2 separate regions of the Danio rerio genome follow, and region 2 is linked to region 1. The links are chromatin contacts, called in public Micro-C maps. All regions are on one chromosome and are shown on one strand. Each heading gives the region's core, a stretch centred on a gene start, on an enhancer-like site or on the middle of the called end of the contact. The rest is flanking DNA. Distances are from core to core; before and after follow the strand shown.

Region 1 (5,160 bases), core at 1,042-3,541:
ATACAATTTAAAAATTACTAATAAAACCTAAAACTGAAAAGACATAAAACAAAAAGCTATTTACAGAAATATTAATAAATACCTCGAATAGTATTTACAAAAGGCTAAAACATGGGTAAAAGGACATAAAAGCATTTCCATATGACCAATTACTGGGACATTATACTACGAGACATGTTTTATTACAGAGTGACCTGAATGTGAACCCTGAAAAGGTCAAAGGTCGCACTGACCTGTCCTCCACTGTTCTCTGTCCGGAACTGGTACTGAACATTGTGGTCTGTAAACGCTGCTGCTGCTTGCTGGACACTCGCTATAGTAACCGCTGTCTGCTCCTCAGCCCCGACCCCCTCTCCTGAGAAATACACCAGAAATTACTTCATGAAAAATGTGAATCTTTTTTGTAAAACATTTACTGAATATGTACACTATTTAGAGCTGCGTGTTTTTACTAACCGTCCTGTAGCTGAACAACCTCCTCAGTTTCCTGTTTCTCGTGACTGCAAGAAGAGAGCAAATGTTTTAGGTCACATTAAGAAACTTCTCTCATCTTAATGAAAACACAGAAAAAAAATCATATGGGCTTTTGCCACATCCAAGTAAATAGAATTGAGGCAGTTTTGTGATATATTAATTTATATAGTATAGTTATATAGTTTGCTTGAAACACTGATTTAAAAGATTTAATAATGTTTTGTATTTATTGTAATACTATTAATTTTAGTTCTCGGATATCTGAATATATAATATGTATTTATAGAAAACAAAAGCTAAATTTATTTCAATTTATCTCTAAAAGGTTTTGTTTTGCATCAAAATCTAAAGGTTATAATTTATATGAAGAAGGTTTTCTGCCAAACTGCGATTGAATTTTATTTTAAACTCGAAAGAATGTTCAAATTCATAGCATTCTGTCTCAATAGACGGAGGAATAACAATTAAAAAGGACTAATCTTGAGGCAGCATCGCAAAAACCGGTTCAAGTGAGTCACTGAAAAGATCCGACTCACATAAAGATTCATAATGCTTCAGACATCACACTCGTACAGTTTTCAGTCTTAATACTAGCAAGTAAGGTGTAGTTTAAATCATTTAAAAATATAAATGGATTAAGTAAAATGTTCCAAATATTTAATATAAATTAGCAAGATTGGTCTACTTGGTGAATACGTTAAAAGGTGAACGCCCCCTTCACATCACCAACCAACTGTTAATTTTTGAAGTGCTTTACAAAAACCAACACTAATAAATAACGTTTTATCGAATAAGCACTGTTGCCAAATAAACACCACATGATTATATATTTTAAAAAACTTCTGAATTCATATAAAGCCTCTGGATGAAAACACTGGCGTTGGATTGTAGGCTGAAGGGAATTTGATGCATTAACGTTAAACTGCAGACAGGCTTTAGTGCCGAGAGCACCGAACACTAACTACATTTATCCATAAAATATCAGTTAACATCTTTTACAATTAAGAAACTGTACATTTTCATGCATTTCGGATAAATAAACACACACCGGCATGACATTTTGTATCTATAGTGGCCAAAGATCGGCAAAAAACACCAAATTAGCAATCGGGCTAATAGTCATATAAATATGTCGACTATCATTGTAAAACCGCCTGCGATTTGTTGTTTTCCTTAGTGTTATGCGTACCTTACGTTTGACTTACTGTGTTGTCTGCATGCACAAAAGTTAACAAAAGTCCGAAAATAAACTTAAAAGATGATGCTAACTGTCCCGCGATAAAATACAGAGCAGAAAATGGTTGACTTGGGCCTTGAGGGTGGCCGTACATAAAGGACGCGCTCTCACCTCGTCGAGGTGTCCAAGCTCTGATCGAGCATATCCATGAAGGCGAACGGATTTTAAAATGCGATATTCAGCGACACTTGAAATACGGGAGATGGAAGCGCTGATCACGGGGACAAACACACGGGTCATGTGAGAAAGACAGTCCAGGACACGTGAGGTGCAGGCTGGGCGAGGAGTTAAAATGGAGACCGCTGTGGAGGAAGACGGAAGGTGTACCGGTTACTGCTGCGTTCACTGCGCGGCTTTGTTGCGTATACTACTCCCTCCCGCCCTTCTCTCCCGACGAGCTCTCGACCTGTTGAGTCGCTAGCAGATTCTTTTCTGACTTTTACAATCCCGGCTTAACCCTACTACCGTTTAAAATTGCTTTGTTTGACTTGTGGTACTCTGAAATCTAATTTTCTGGTTATTTCGTAACTGCGCTGTATGGCTGTAAGTCCTCGCGTATCCATCCGCAAACGTTCTCAATGCGGCCACATTTTAGCGCTGCCGTTAATAAGATATGGAGTGGAATACGTTATTACAAACAAAGTGTGGGTTATGTTGAATTAAAAGAACGGTAAAACATTTTAGACACGAGACAACACGTGAATGATTGTTTATGTATCCTAAAACCGTTTGTATTTCGTTGGCAGTGTGTAGAAACAAATAACGAGTAACGTTAATATAAATTGACATGCACTTTAAACGGGTGAAACTTCAAACTTAAGTTTATGGAAGCTACAAGTACTATATCTAACTACTAGCCTATTGCTATTGCAACCTCGTGAGTTTCATGACGAATGACGTGATAATTTTAAATCGCATTTAATAAGTCCGTGAACTTACCTTGTATTTGCACCTTGGTTAAGAACCTGTCCACGTCAAACTTCATGTCATGTACATAACATTAAAGATGTACATTTAATTTTCCCCTCTGTCACATCAGCACAAGCCAAGGAATCGTGAATATGACGAGTGGTGATTTTTCTCAGGTGACCCCCGCGATCCAATCCTGGTTTTCGGTCAAACCACATGACACGAATGCAAGAGCAACGGATAGGAAATAGACGTTTATTCTTATTTGACATCAATAAACGGACCACCATTAAAGATCTGAAATATTTATTGAGTCGATATACATTTGTGTGATGGGTCCACAAATAAATATAAGATTGTTGTCGGTAGTAAAAGCGCTGTTCTTTGTTTTCCTGAACTTGCAGTGCTGTTGCCACGAGGCTGTGCTGCATGGCAAATTTGAGCTGTTTGACATCAACACTAAATGTCTCGTTTGAGGGTTTTTTCAGTTTTGCAGTGTTTTATGTAGCTATAGTTTGATCAGTTATTATTTAAGGTAACGTAAGTAAACATTCCATAAATTAGGCTAACTGCTATTGAGAGTCGAAGTGCAGCAATAACAACTCAAATTCCAGAACTTCATCAATTTACCACCAACAATCAACTGTTGTTCCAGCATGTCCTCTCACTATTAACTCCATCTTCACTTCTGAGAATTAAGAGGACTTGTGAGAAAGTTGTTAATGTTATCCATTCTCATATTTTACACACCCAACACTTTAAACTGATGATTAATTGTCTTTTAATACTTTTACAGCTATTGACAAAACAATACAACAAAAAAAGTGTGTTAAGCAAAATCTTTTATGCCACTATTATAAAACCCATTAGTCTTTTTGTCCGCCTAATACACATCTTTTATCATGATGATTGTGGTCAAACAATAATTGTATTGAGAGTACATCATGTCACATAACTCCATATTTTCTTTAATGAAACAATTTTCGTTTGTAAGTGTATTGTATTTATAAGGAAAAAGTGTTAGAATTATGTAAATTTAGTTTGATTTTTGTAGGCTTTAATACTCCATTTTCAAAGAATAGTAATTCAGATACTATCAGCATATATTAAGTGGTCTTTCACATGTTTGATCTGACAATTGTTACGGCTTGGTTGCTCTAAAGATACAGCCGAGAGTGAACATACAGCATTAACCAATGTGAAATCCTGGTTAATATGCTGGTTAGAGCTGGTGGACCAGTTATGCTGTTCTCACGCAAAACTGAACTGGTTTAGCTCAGCACATCTCTACTAGGGACCCCTAAGCATGTTTTGCTGGTCTCAGCATTCAGTACATTATACTGACACTTCTTATGTTAAGATATGATAACTGCAATGGTTTGGTTTTACGCGTGTTCCACTCTGCCACAATGTTCCCTGCAGCAACCGCAAGATATAAAATGTTACTTTTTATTCAATATGAAAAGTCAAAATGAGGCTTTTTGTTCAACTGTAAAGACAATTATGCCTTCAATCAATATTAATGTTCTGCATTAGTTTGTTTCATTGTGGCAGTGTTTGAGGCAGCAAACAAAAGAGAGAAAAAAAAAGAAAATAAACATTTGTATTAAAATTGTTTCAATTTTTAAGCAGGAAAAGCATCACAAATAGTATTTTTCCTCATTGAGATCAATTTGCGTATGTGAGCAAAATCTTTTATATAATTTTCCTTTGAACCATTTTTTGTTAATAAAATAAAACTAATTTCTAAATATCACACATTTTTACATAATAAATAATATAATACATTTTTAAGTATAACATTTAGTTTGACCACATTATAATACAGTATATCTGTTATACATGCAGCTCCACAAATGATGACGGAACATTCTTTCTTGCATATTTCGACATGTTAGACCTTTTTATATAGACTCACTTTGATTTATTTATTTTGACGTGTGCACCAAAATTGGTCACAAATATATATATATATATATATATATATATATATATATATATATATATATATATATATATATATATATATATATATATATATATATATATGTATATATGTATATATATATATATATATATATATATATATGTGTATATATATATATATATATATGTATATGTATATATATATATGTATATATATATATATATATATATATATATATATATATATATATATATATATATATATATATATATATATGTATATATATATATATATATGTATATATGTATATAATATGTATATATGTATATAATATATATATATATATATGTTTGTGTGTGTGTGTGTGTGTGTGTGTGTTTGTGTTTAAGGACTTCATCACTCTTAGTGACCCTAAAAGTCAAAATGTGCATTATTGGATATAGTAAATGGATATTGGATGTTGAGGTTGAATTTTTTTAACTTTCATTATATCTGTACGAGGAATTCATTTTTAAGGTTGCCTTGATTGCACATAACAAACATCAAAACAATGGTAGCACGTTCACCTCACAGCAAGAAGGTCGCTAGTTCGAGCCCTAGTTCGGGTGCTCTG
Region 2 (5,160 bases), core at 766-3,265, 270 kb before region 1:
CCAGATTACCTCAGAAGAACAAACTCTGTTGGAAGGATAAGAGAACTCAGAAACTTGTTGTAAGAATGGAGATGTCTGCATATATGCCCTTTTGTGACACTTTAATATCTTAGAAAAGGTAGTTAAAGTTTGCATAACCAATGATTGATCTTATCCACCCGTGACCCACCCATAAGTTAATATGCAGCTTATTTTTTAAATTACCTGACTGGCGCATTAACGGCAGCGGCCGCTGAGATAACCGAGAAATTAGGTGCTCAACTCGTTTTGAAGAACGAGAAAAAAATTAAACATGCTAGCTTTTCTGTGATGGTGTCCTGAGGCGTTGCAGGCATTATATCAGTTGTCGTGAACTATGCCACATTAAACAAGAAGAAACGATTAAATCTTGTGTCACAACAGCCATTTGTGGTTTACAAATCCCCACGTCAACCTAATGCCTGATTCACTCGGGGTTTCAGCGTCAATGCTTGACCAATGGTGTGTCCGATGACCGATGAAGTTGCAGGTGATGTGGTCATCATATCAGCATCAGCCAATAAAATTAGTCAGCAATCGGCTATGTCTCAGCTGGTGTATTTGCATACAGCAATCTGATTGGCTGGCGCTTCTGTTTGTGCTTGAAAAGTTGAAAAAGTCCCAACTTCTGCAGTGAGCAATGCCACTGAAGCAGCACCGACAGACCCACAATTCAGTTGGGCACTGCTTGACGTCACCTATTCAAAGTAAATGGGAAGCGTTTACGCCGACGCCCTATGTGAATGGGCCGTAACTCAAGGAAATTGTGCCGAAATCATGACAAATTCATGTGATCTGACCAGGGCTTTAGGCTGACTAAAGATGCATTTGTAACACAAATAGACGAATATAGAAATAATTTCTATTTTCATTTATTTTAAAATTTATAATGTAACGTAAATGTGCGGGATGCAACAGTTAGGTTCAAGAAATAAAAAGATTAGTCATATTTTCATATTTTTTGTGCTTCAAATAAAATTTTGTTATGTTGAAATTAGTCTCGTAGATGGTTGGTTTGTTTTTTAATTATAATGGTTTAAAAAGAGTTTTAAAATTCCCTATGGAAAAATGGCTCTGTATGAGTGTTGGTTTCTTTCATAAACCCAAAATAAAAGTATTTATGCCGACAATTTATTATTATAACTTCAGTATTTATTATTGCACCATTTGACAACAATGCAGTACACGATACAAAACTTAAATTGTACAGTTAACGTTAGATACCCGATTAATTAGGTATGTTTATAATCTCTGTCTTTATTTAATGATAAAGTAATAATATTTACCTTTGCATTTGCGATGGCACTCTTCAAATCCTCCGGGGTTTGGAAGGGGAGGCTCGGTGTCCTGTTGCCCGGTTGGAGAGCTGCTCGGGGCAGAGACCGGTGAGACGGGGGGCATCGTAAATCCCGGAGGCACCGATACCAAACCTGGGGCACCCGGCCCTGGTGGAGGTGGGCTGGGGGCGCTGGCAGCCAACACACTGCCCATTCTGATACAGGACAGAAATTACATGACTAAAAACACGATTATCTAATCGAAATAGGAAACAATCATAAGCAGCTTAGGGAAGTTAGGCCAGTTGTTTTCATTTGTGGACTATTAACAGTTCGTGCATGTTATGTTTAGGCAAAAACCTTAAGTCATTCAATGTCTTATTTTATATAAAAATAAATAAAGAAATATAATGGATTTGTAGATTTTAGACAATTAGAAGCTGCTGTTTCGGTAAGAATCCAGCTTAAAATACATATATGTAACGTTACTTCAGCTAACAGTTCATTGATGAATTAGCTCACAAGCTAAATGCCACAAGCTTTGTGTTATTCGCCAGATATTACACATGTATGCAATACAAATGCCATTTAGATCGAACAAATAAGAACCTTTCTAGTAGAGAAATTACTCGGAGATGTGCTATATATTTGAAAAAAAGCTCAATGACAATGAATGAATCAATGACAACTCACGTTGAGCTTCTCAGAGGACGGGTCTCCTGGTTACAGAACCACGTGTGTCCATCGATGTATTGTGAAAGAAATGAATCATTCAGAGTCGAATCCTTTCAGCAAATGCGTTCATTAAACCAGTCTGAACTATTCATTTACGAGTCGGAATGAATGGAACCGGGCCGTTGTGAATCTTTCAGCATCTTTACATTATATAATGTAAGTTTTACTTTTTAATTTTGAAAAGAACTACTTAGCGAGTTTTTGAATCAGTTCGTTCAGATAATCTTTTCGAAAGAACCGATTCAAGTGAACGAGTCGAATTCATATGCCGTTCCTCCTACTCTCAGCTCGACGGAACCAAAACTGAATGGCTATTGGTTTGTTTTTCTGTCAGTCACTACGTCAAAATAAAGCGGGGTTGAAAGAGCGGACACGAAGTAGAAGGATTTGGGTGAAGGTCAAATAAATAACAGACTTTGAAGGTCGCTTTGAATCCAACAAACCAAACTGCTCAGAATAGGTCTTAATCGTTCAATTCAAACATTTGAATGACATAAAATCAATAGTGACAACTCAGGACGAGGTAAAAGCTGGAACAGTTGTATTTCAAAAGCAAGAGTGCTGAAAAAGCATGTAGTAGTCTATATTTGCATTTGGCATGTATAATTAGGACAGCACTGTACAAACGATTTCTATTTGTTAACTCCCAATAGTTAACACAATAAACATAATCTGTTATTGACTTTAATAATATTCATTTCAACATTAAACATTTTAAAAATGTCAATATATTTATTGACATTGATTTAACATGAACTAACGATGAGCAGTTAAATTTTTAGTAAAATAGTGATAAATGTTACAAATGAATGGCTCTTGTATTTTAAAGCATAAACTAACGTTAACTAATGGACTTTATTGTAAAGTGTGTACCTCATTAATATCAACAGTGAGAGTAATAGCAATAGACAGTTGCCACAGTTGGGCTGCACAAAATAACGTTTTAGCATTTTTATAGCACAATAGTCTCAAAGCAGGATCTGCAATCTGGATTAGCTTTAACAAAGATTAATTTAATTATTTACACAATGAAGATTATACAACTTTATTGTACATTTGATTATTTTATTTCTGTACCTGAGTAGTGTTTATCTATATCGTTGCTCTACTTTATTTATCTATGCTGGTAACTTGTTAATGATCTTTTTCTGCAAATGCACTCTACAAAATCATCCCAAAGAATATTATAGTACACTGTAAAACTCATAAAGTTAAGGTAAATCAAACCATTTGAGGAAACCGATTGCAACAAACCATGTAAGTTAAAAAACTAATCCTAATGAGTATTGTGAACTTAATCCATTTGAGTAAATGAAGCAATTTGAGCACAGTAAAACCCAATAAATGAAGAGAACTCAAACCAAAAGAGTACTGTAAAACTCAATAAGATGAGGCAACTCAAACCGCCTGAAGAAAACGATTGCAACAAACCATTTAAGTAAAAAAACTAATCTATATGGGTACTGTGAACTTGCTCCATTTAAGTTGAAGTAATGAGGAATTTAATTAACTCATTACCTTCAACACTGTTCAAAGCTCTTTTCAAATGAGTAGAATTAACTTTGTCAATTTTGAGTTACTACACTCATTTCATTTGATAAACCTGACTGTTGGGTTTTATAGTGTATTATTTATTTCTAAATCAAGTTATTTAAATCATTTGGTGAAATATCGCAATATAAATCGCAAAAAAACAAAACAAAAATATCGCAATGTAAGTATTTTCCATATCGTGCAGTCCTAAACTACAGTATATTTTATAAGTCATAGTAAATATTTAGGAAACAATAGTTAGAAACAATAGTTTCCTAGTAAAAATATTGATCATAATGAAATAATTCAAAATAATAAAAATTACCGACAATAACAATGATTTCATAATTGTTTTGTCCCTTGAATTAGTTTTTTGAACTAAAGATGGTAAAGTAGTTACTAATACAACAACAAAAAGCACTGAGACAAAGATCCATTCATGAAAACAGCGGAGTATTTATTATCGCATTTGACATTCAGTTCATCCAAATCTCTTCAAAAATATAGTTTAGAACAAACATCTTTGGTGTTATGAGATAAAAATAAAGATCAGCATGTTCTGAATCAAATTAGGTTCAAATCTTGTTTCAGCTTTTTAGTTTACTGCATTATGACACAAACTGGTAACTACTTAAAGCTAAATGTACTTGTGCGTCTGACCAGTTCTTCCTGAAAAAAAAGAAGATGAGGTAACTTATTAATATAAAGGCTCAAGTTTAGACAAGGGTATGAAAAGACACAACAGTGTAAAGCTCAGAACTGCATCTTCATATATCACACACACACACACACATTTATCCTTGTAAAATTAATTGAACATTTTAAAATGATGCTATATTTTACCTTTTAACTTTCAATGTAAATTTATTTTAGGTCACAAGTTGCACTGGACTAAAATGGCCTCTTATGTGGGCCAATTTAGGTATTTTTATCATTATATATAAAGCATGAATATCTGTGCTGCTTTACTGACCAATATTAGTGCAAAGAGTAATATCAAATGTACTATTATCATTGGAAAAAATGCTGCATTTTTTAAATTAAACAACAGAAAGTAACTTTCTGTTTGCTCCCCTACGTTTAAACAGTTGACTCTTTTTCATTTCGACTCAAACAAGAAATCAGAAATTATGACACAAAGTTCACAGTGCAAGTTGCTTTAAAAAGGAGTTATTTACCAGTGCAAAAGCAGCTTGAACAGACAATATTGCATCACTACAGGCACAACGGTGGATGTTTAGACATTCAGTTTGGTCAGAACAGAACAGTGGTCATTATGAATCTCTTAAAAACTATTGACTCTGATGTAAAACTGGACATACTGTAGTCTCAGGGGTTCAGACTTTGGTATTGGGAGATCAACAATACATCCATATAGGAACACCTACTAAGAAAGGCATTCATTTTTATGTAGTATGTACTCAAAAGACCCAATTCAGTGTATATTTCAATAATGATGTCAGTTATATACAAGCAGACATATTCATTTATGAAAGTTACAACTGGCCCACACTGACATCTAGTCCATCCAAAGCAAATGAGGCCTGAGACCCGGCTTCTATGGGTTAAACTTCAAGTGACGTTTTAAAACCACCAA

Evidence for each region. Hi-C and Micro-C count contacts between places; a contact is called where the count stands out from the background.
Region 2: a Micro-C map of caudal fin shows a contact between it and region 1, with 4 times the contacts expected there. The contact joins the promoter of tomm40l here to the promoter of usf2 in region 1. A contact is called at or near these places in 2 of 18 Hi-C or Micro-C datasets (caudal fin and hematopoietic stem cells).

The regions. Positions count from the first base shown.
Region 1 is chr19:11,653,145-11,658,304 of GRCz12tu, reverse strand. It overlaps usf2 (upstream transcription factor 2, c-fos interacting), which reads right to left and starts at 2,291. Exons shown (of 11, transcript NM_001122785.1): 1 at 1,823-2,291; 2 at 457-500; 3 at 234-355. The coding sequence starts at 1,860.
Region 2 is chr19:11,926,151-11,931,310 of GRCz12tu, reverse strand. It overlaps tomm40l (translocase of outer mitochondrial membrane 40 homolog, like), which reads right to left and starts at 2,015. Exons shown (of 10, transcript NM_212959.1): 1 at 1,989-2,015; 2 at 1,305-1,510. The coding sequence starts at 1,509. The region is part of intron 4 of si:dkey-3n22.9; the gene reads left to right. It also overlaps a transcript of lipea not described here.